Linked DNA regions of Ovis aries: region 1 is linked to region 2. Evidence: chromatin contacts called from public Hi-C data. All regions are on one chromosome and are shown on one strand. Each heading gives the region's core, a stretch centred on a gene start, on an enhancer-like site or on the middle of the called end of the contact. The rest is flanking DNA. Distances are from core to core; before and after follow the strand shown.

The links. A called contact is a pair of places that touch in the nucleus more often than the background predicts.
Region 1: a contact with region 2 is called in a Hi-C map of liver, with 5 times the contacts expected there. The contact joins the promoter of PTPN12 here to the promoter of LOC101102976 in region 2. A contact is called at or near these places in 2 of 16 Hi-C or Micro-C datasets (blood and liver).

What each region holds. Positions count from the first base shown.
Region 1 is chr4:45,192,472-45,196,824 of ARS-UI_Ramb_v3.0, forward strand. It overlaps PTPN12 (protein tyrosine phosphatase non-receptor type 12), which reads right to left and starts at 1,393. Exons shown (of 18, transcript XM_004007817.6): 1 at 855-1,393. The coding sequence starts at 953. It overlaps LOC105610279 (a long non-coding RNA gene), which reads left to right and starts at 1,570. Exons shown (of 3, transcript XR_009600355.1): 1 at 1,570-1,840; 2 at 2,573-2,628.
Region 2 is chr4:45,052,590-45,056,921 of ARS-UI_Ramb_v3.0, forward strand. LOC101102976 (3-beta-hydroxysteroid-Delta(8),Delta(7)-isomerase-like) reads left to right here and starts at 3,071. Exons shown (of 3, transcript XR_009600353.1): 1 at 3,071-3,535. RSBN1L (round spermatid basic protein 1 like) reads right to left here and starts at 2,889. Exons shown (of 8, transcript XM_027968566.3): 1 at 2,314-2,889. The coding sequence starts at 2,878.

The sequences.
Region 1 (4,353 bases), core at 143-2,642, 140 kb after region 2:
TCAGGGCTTCAGCCCGTACAGTCGCCTCCGCCCCACCAGGACTATTGTTCCCAAGTTCCCCACCCCCACCCCGGATAGGAAGTGATAGTCACATCCCCTCCGCCTTCGGCAGTATCCCCTAGGGAGTCTGAAGTAGGCTTCCTTCGGGATAACCACGCACCCTCCACCCCCACGCCCTGCCTCTACACACACTTATCCCTCAACCTCAAATCACGTTGACCCCTACACCATCTAAAACCTGGGTCTCAAGAGACAAGAGACAGGACGGCAGTAAATGGAAATCGAACATTCCACGAGATTTCCTATGGACTATCCTTTCTCTTGCATTGGAGATAATACTGCGAACCCAGAAAGAGCAAAAAGTCCTACCCTGACCTCTTTTGAGACCAGCTTGAGCAAAGGGACCCCACGAGTTAAATGCAACCTTAATAGCTCCGTTCCTCAGTCGGCGCTATCCGCTCTCCTTCCTGCCTCGACCCTCCCAGGAGGAGCAGACTGGATGGGGAGATGAGAAGAGCCTACCGGCCTGCACCTCATTCGCCTCCCGCTCCCAGCCCGAGAAACAATAGGTGGTCGCGGGCGGCGGCGCTAAGTGCGGGCTTGGCCAGCGGCCTCTCTTCGCGTTCCGGACGCGGGCGGAAGGGGCCGCGATCGCAGGACGAAAGGAAAGGAGGACGAGGGGCGATCTCACCTCCCAGCCTCCGAGTCAACCCCGGCCCTTGGGGTTGGCGCGCGCCCCCTCCGCCCCTCTCCTTACAGCCGCACACAAAGCGCCGGCGGTCGGGCCGGGCGGGCGAAGAGGCAGTGGGCTTGGATGCCGGTGAGAGGAGGCAACAGCGAGGGGAGGGACTCACCATGAAGTCCCGGGCGAAGTTGTCCTCCCCATTATGGTCCGGACTCTTCATGGCCTGGACCCTCTGGATGAATTTCCTCAGGATCTCCACTTGCTCCATCCTCCCCCGTCCCCCCGGTTGCGGTCGCTGGCCCCCCCGCCGCCCGCCCGCCCGGCGCAGAGCCCGCTCAGTCTTCCCCAGCTCGCGCCCCCTACCCGTCCCGTCTTTCCCGACCCCTGACGCTCCCTGCTCCTCCCCACCGCCCAAGGCAGCGGCGGCACCGGCGGCACCAGCCCGGCTCCCGATCCTACAACTTCCAGGAGCAGCCACTCTCCCACAGTAGTAGACGAGCCGCAGCGGCTAGCGCCAACCCCAACCCCCAGCTTGCTCCATCCTCCTTCCCCGCCCTGCTCCTGCTCCGTCGGAGACGCAGCCACCGCCTTAGGAACACGGCTCTCCGATCGCCCTGCCCCCCCCACCCCTTCCCGGTTCCTCCTTCCCTCCCTCCAGACTAGCAACCGCAGCCGCCACTCTCCACGGGCGCGCCCCCGCTGCCACCCAGACGCGCGGCCCCGCGCAGCGGCTAGATCCCCGGGGCTACGCCGAGCTGAGCCACGCCCGCTTGCCACGCCCCCAAGCCCGCCCCGCCTGTCCTAGTCCGTCTAGGAGTGGCTGGAAGGAGCTTCAGCCGTCAGCTGGGGGACTTGACCTCATTTCCGGGGCGTGGTTCCGCCCCAGCAGTTTGCCGGTCTGAAGAGAGCTGGTTGGAGGGAATTTGACTCCGCCGGACAGACGCTAGTCAGTTGGAGTAGGACTTGAATTGGAAACTGCGGTCTCACCGCCTTTTTGTGGGAAAAGTACATTTCTAGACTGCTTTCGCGCCGCCGCCGGCTTTGAGCTGGGACTGCAAGTCCCGGCCCGGCAAGAGTCCAGGAGTAGGGGCGGGAGAGGGCGGCGGTGGGAAGAGAGGCATGCTGGGAACTGTAGTGTCTTCACGTTCGCAGCAGGTACGTCTTCATCTTAATGTTGACGGCAATTAGATCTTGGCACTTTGGGCAATGGCCACGGCCAAGAGAAACGAAACGCTTCTTCAGTGAGAGGACTTTTTTGCTTTTTTGCAAATCAGTCTAAAACCTGGTGAAAGAGCGCCTGAGATTCACAGTGGTCCTAATACATAACACACGTTTGCTGAATTGGAGAGAATTTGTCTTCTTGCCTTTAGATTCGGAGCAACTCAGAACTGAATAATAGATTTTTCACCCTAGACTGCATCTTTGTAAGTCTTCTAGTAATCAAAGAAATCTGTCCTAGTCTTATTCACCATTTTACAATGAAAGTGTTTGCTCATGGTCCCCCAGTATATTCTTAGCAGAGCCCAAACTGGAACTCAGATCCTTTTTCTCTCACCAGCACCATGTTACCTCTCACTAAGGAGCGTAAACGTGATAATGTGACTGAAGTGAAAGACCTGATCCATGAACTTCTCTAGGTCACTTCCTTTTGTTCACTATACCACAAACAATGCTTTTTCCGGATAAGATTGGTTAGGCAATTTGGTTAAAATAAATATCAGTAGCAGGCCCCGTTTCCCAGATGAATGTTTAGAAGCACCGTGGAATTTAATAATAAACTTGAAGAAAACAGGTGTGAGTAGCAAGATCCAATTTCCTATTTGTTTTAAAGAAAAATATTTCTTTTTAAAATAATACAACTGATACATACAAATCTACTCTTCTCAGAAAGAACCACTTCCAGATGTGTCCTTCCAATTGTCTTCCTGTGCATTTGTATACAGGTATGTGGATATAAAAAGATACAGTTTTGTCCTGTATTTAAAAAAAGAGTCCCCTTAGAGGAATAGTTTAATTTCTGAGGTGAGCTTTTAAAATAAGGATCTGGAGTATTTTACTTTAATCAGATTATTGAGACTCACTGGATATGAGAAAAGATTAAGATCTGGATTCGCTCACCCACCAGTATAGCTCACTGTAGAGTACCCGTTTCCCCTAGAACTAGGCAAGGAATTAGAGTGTGAGCCGTAAATGGGCAGATGATCAGGACTGCCTCTACTTTTGATATGTCAGAAGAATGTGCAAATCAGATTGATAAAGACTATATGCTGGACAAACTGTATCAGTCTAGTGACAGTGGGGTGGGAAGTGTTGACTTGTTTTGAGTTATCCAGCCCTATTTTGGCTGATGGTTTTGCTGGGGCTTTTTTGTTTTTGTTTTTAACTTTTCTTATTACAAGCTTCTCTCTCTTTCTTGCAACACTAGTGTCTCCAAATCTCAGCAGCTACCTTTGGCATCTCATGTAGGTTAGGGAAAGCTAAAGTACCCTTATGGATTTCAGGTCTTTCTGGCTGTGTATGAGTAAGTTGTGAGGTAATAAGGGGAGAGACTGGAATGAACACTATTAGGAGGCAATAAATGACACAACAAAAGCTGAAACTAAGATCATAGCATTGCAATTACAGAGACACAGAAGGAGATGAGAATGAAAGAACTCACAGAACTCAGTGACTGACTTAGTGGGCAAAAAAGAAGGTGAAATTTTAAAATAACTAAAATTACCAGATTAGAAGAGATCAGAAAGTTTGACAGAACACGAGGCTGTGCATGCTTTGGACAAATGGAGACTTTTGCACAGATGGTGTGAGAAACTGGCACACCATCTTTGGAAGCAGTTTGCCCTTGTGTGTGTGTGTGTGTGTGTGTGTGTGTGTGTGTGTGTGTGTGTTAGTTGCTCAGTGGTGTCTCTTTGCAACTCCATACCCCATTAACTGTAGCCTGTGAGGCCCCTCTGTCCATGGAATTCTCCAGGCAAGAATACTGGAATAGGTTGCCATTCCCTTCTTCAGGGGATCTTCCCAACCCAGGGGTCAAACCCAGGTCTTTCACGTTGCAGGCAGATTCTTGAGCAACCAGGGAAGCCCAATTTGGCCATGTGTGTGAGTGCGTTAATCACTCACTCATGTCCTATTCTTTGTAACCCCTTGGACTGTAGCCCACCAGGCTCCTCTGTCCATAGGATTCTCCAAGCAAGAGTACTGGAGTGGGTTGCCATTTACTTCTCCAGGGGATCTTTACAACTCAAGGATCGAACCTATAAATGTATCAAAATGAAAATATCATGTATACTTTGACTAAAAAATTTATTGATAATATTTAGAGCTGTGTACAAGCATGTGTACTTTATACAGGCTTATTTGTAATGGCAAGAGTGAAAACAGTATACCTACCTATCAAAAGGTCACTGGTTAAAAAAAAAAATCACATATTTAAGTTCTGTGAAGCCATTAAAAAATGAAAAAAATAGTCTATATGTTATGTGTTGAGGTCAAATAGGTTTCAGAATCTGCTTATTAAGTGAGGAAAGCTTGGCACACACTTGTTCATGTTATTCCATTTATGTAAAATGGAATGTGGATAAAATATGAATAAAATGCTTGAACATGCATAGAATTTTTCTGAAGTATACTTCAAAAACTGCTAGCTGTGATAGCCTCTAGGAGGACCC
Region 2 (4,332 bases), core at 1,821-4,320:
ATCTGTCCTCAATCTGGACTGACCCATCTTTTCTAAGGGGTTTAAAAAAAAATCATGCTTCTGACTCAAGTAACATTTACTAGATGCCCTACTTTTCACACACACACTTTCATTTAATCCAAATAACTTCTGCTGGAATGGTAGCCAATGTAAAAATGCAGCAGTTCTGACTGAAAACTGATTTTTAAAAAATTCTACTAATAAATACAGGAGCTTAATTGTTTAATGGAGTTTGGGGGCTCGATCAGATTTTCATCATGAAATTTACCATCAAGACACTAAAAGCAATCCTCCTCAATGACTTTTAGTTTTCTCTCTATAAAAACAGCATTTCCATCCAAGAAAGAGAAGAAAATTTTACCATGGTGTTACTATCTAGTCACTATTCAAAAAACCTATAAATCATGAAAAAACATCTTAATGTAAAAGCTATCATTGCTTATATTCAGGCTTAATAACGTAAGCTATAGCCTGCAAACAGAGGATTCTAAATGCAATTTAAGATTAGAAAACTTCTTCTTTAACAGCCATTTCACTTTAAAAGTGATTTATGTGCTCCAGTTTTTGAGTTAGAATTATTAAAGATGCTTATTCATTTTCAGCCATTCCAATACGTTGACAATGTTATATTCATGTTCACTTCCTCAAAGAACTTAGAAGTGCAATTACACTGTTTACACATCACAAGTAAGACTAATATTGAGCTGTAAATGCGGACTTCCAGGCACTTTCAACTTTCAAATGTATTCAAACAAAATTGCTTTAAAACAAAAATCACTTAAAATCTCAGACTAAAAGTAGTACAAATCCCATCCTCAAAACCACTTTTCTAGAAACAAAACTCTTCAAAGCTGTGAGATCTTTTATCTTGTGCCAGAGTACCTGATGGCTATGCTTAGATATCAAAAATTTGCTACAGGCAGACCATCGAAGTAACACTGTTGTTACATACTCAGGTGCAGCATTTTTTTTTAAAACTACGAAAAAATACAGAGAATTTTTCATGATCTAAGGTACCATTAGATTAGTAATGCTGGGGATGACCCAGAGAGATGTTATGGGGAGGGAGGTGGGAGGGGGGTTCATGTTTGGGAACACATGTACACCCGTGGTGGATTCATGTCAATGTATGGCAAAACCAATACAGTATTGTAAAGTAAAATAAAGTAAAAACAAAAATTAAAAAAAAAAAAGATTAGCAATGCTAAAAGTGCTTGACATTTCATTTTTTTCGTAAAACATACTTTGACAACACCGTGTATCAATGTACATTTATAATAAAGATCATTACGTGCTTTCAGCTTTTGATCACATAAAAATCTAATTTTCAACCAGTCTCCACGTGTACCACTCTCAAAACATTGCGCACGAAATGGCTAAACAGGACTATCTATTTTACAAAAATACTTTCTGAAAATTATATATGCTTAGCCTACATTTTAAAAGAAGACCGTGTAGTCCTGTCTGCAAAGAGTGCTTAAGAATGTGCCTTTCGCACAAGAGTGTAAACCAATTATCCTCCATTTAAAAATAAATTTTAAAAAATAAAGAGTAAAGAATCTGCCATTCTCTGATGCTAAAACATTCTGCAGCCAAGTATTTGGTCTGGGCAAAAAAAAAGTCAATGTTCCTGATTTTATCATTAGCTGCAAGAAAGAAAAAAAAAAAGAATATGGCTGAAAATTCTTTTTGAAGGGTGGTATTTCAAACAGGACCACTCAAAACACTTAAGGGAGAGAAGTGTGGAGGGAGGGTACCTTATGAAACAGCACACTCCAGGCCCTGCACACTACCTCATTTCCCTAATAGGGATGAAAAGCTCAGGCCTCTGGTAGCTTCCAGCTGACGCCAATACTCTCCACACCCCTTTTCTTGATAGGATTTTCTGGCGTTGGGAGCCAGTGTCACAAATATAAATTCGTGATCATGTCTAAACGGTCTAATAGTCAAGCACATCTTTTACAAGACCAAACCTTTCCCGATCCTGTTTCCTCAAATCTCCCTCCATAGCCAAACACACCGAGGCGGGTCCTCTAGATCGAGTTCTACAAACCCTGCCGCGCATTAACTAGGAGGCAAAAACGATACAGAAAATGAGTTTCGGCCATTCCCCACTCTGCGACCGAAATTACAGGCTCCATTTCCTGTCCCCACGGGGACCGCAAAACAGCCTGCAGTGAACGGGAAGCCTCCCGCCCGCTCCCGGCTGGCGCACGCGGCCCCCGCACGCCCCCAGCCCGCGCCCCGCGGGCGCGAGCTCGTGCCTGGGACCCCGGGCGCCCTCCCCTCCCCGCTGCCGGCTTTGGCACCCACCTCGCGGCAGCGGCTTCATCTCCCCGTTCTCCTCGCGGGAGGTCCCGCCAGCGTCGCCCGCCCCGCCGAGACCGTGCCTCCGTCTTTCCTTCTCTCGCTTCTCCTTGGGTCTGCGCGGCTTGGCGCCGGCCGAGGCGGCGGCGGCGGGCAGCAGGAGATGGTGAGGCTGAGCGTGTAGCAGCGTAGGAGGCACCAGCAGTTTGCGCGGCACCGGCTGAGAGGAGGAAGCAGAGACAGAGGAGGGGACGGCCGTGCCCGCAGAGAAGGAGAAATTGCTCCGAGCAGACGACGGGGAGGGGGCAGCGGACAGAGCGGCAAAGCTCCAAGACCCAGGGCTGCCATAGCTCTGAGGCGAAGGTGCGGCGGGAGACTGCAGCTGCCTGCTGTTACCGCTGCTGGCTCCTTCTCCGTTCAGTCTACGCGGCGCCTTCTTCTCCTCAGTCCGGATCTTCTTGGCGGACAGAGGACCCGGTGGGTCCCGGGATGGGGCTTGCACTTTGCCGAACGATTCTTTCTCCGAGACGGCGGCGGGGGCGCCTTGCATTAAGCTCGGCGGTTCCGCCATTTTGCGCTCCTGTTGTATTTACTCTCCTCGGCTCCCGGGCGCGGGGCAGGGGCGGGCTCTCCTTGGGGGGCGGGGAAGGGGCGGATCGGTCTGGCCCTCCATTGGGTGAGCCACGCTGAGGGATATCTCCAAGAACCAATCAAAAGCGCGAATCTCTACCCGAAGTTGTGTGGGGAATCGCCTAGCATACCCGTTTTGGAGGTCACAGGTCCTCCAGGCGTAGTTAGTGGCGGAGCAAGCTGTGAGGGGAGGGTCTTCGAGTTGTCGCCCGCGTGAATTCGGGGGCCCAGTGAATGTCTGAGAGGAACCTTCACTCCAGACTCCGAGTCAGTTCGAACGCAGGTCTCTCTCGTCTCTGCCTCGACGACTTTTTCTTGTACCACTTTCCCCTCCTTTTCCCCTGGGGTCCTTTTGGTCCCGCCCCTCTCTCTTCCCCCTCAAAAAGCCGAATTTCGCAGATTCTCAGCTGTGAAGAGAAAATTTTGCCGGAAATTAAAACCTTCCTTCTATTAGGCAGTAGTCGGTTGATGGGAGGGGCTAAAGGTCGCTTGGTGTCCTGACAAGATGCGTTACTGTCTTGCTCAGATCATCTTTAATGCTTGAGGGAAAATAACTAACTGCAAACCTAGAACTTTCGGATTACTATCCAGCTTGAAGGTAAGATTCCTAGAGAAATTTCTTTTTTAACTATTATAATTCAGATACCCTTAAGAAAAATTCAATAGCGATGTTTATAGATGTTTGAAAAGAAAGAGGGTTTTGTGTGTATTTTAGCGTTTAGTTAGCAGTCTGAGTGTTTGATGTTTTGTAAGTGTGTGCTTTGATTTGTACCTTAGAAGATACAGAATTTGAGGAGATGGGTTGCAGTAATTGCAACCAAAGTGAAGAGTATGATTATAATTTTATTCCAAGATCTTACATGAGACCAAAAAGTCAAAGAAATATATATAGTCAAATGAGTAGATGACCAATCAGAGAATGTTTTGAATCCCAAAAGGTGCCCTAAGTTGCCTGTAACTTTGTAGAAAACAATTGAAAGTAACTTTCCAGAATTCCCACTTCTTGGGAGTTCATGAAGTTGGAATTCTTAATTTTGTGTTCACTTTTGAGGGATAAAGGGGGTTGGTTTTAAGAATATTTTGGAGTCAAAACTTAATATTGCTTTATAGACTTTTTTGATGTACCTCGAACTTTTAAAGTAATGAAAAGTATTTACTGTAATTTTAAAAAATGCAAAACAATAAAAATAAGTGTAAACTTTTGGACTTGACTGGCAGTAGATATCTACCTGAAAAGTAACAATGGTGCAAGAGTGGACAAAGAGAATGGGGCTGGAAATTATGTGGTATTGACTACCTTTGTGATTTCTGTCAGGGTGCTCGTTTTCTGTCAGAACTTCTGGTTTATTTATTGTTAGAAAATTTTATTACATGACCACCAAGATCCCTTCTGCA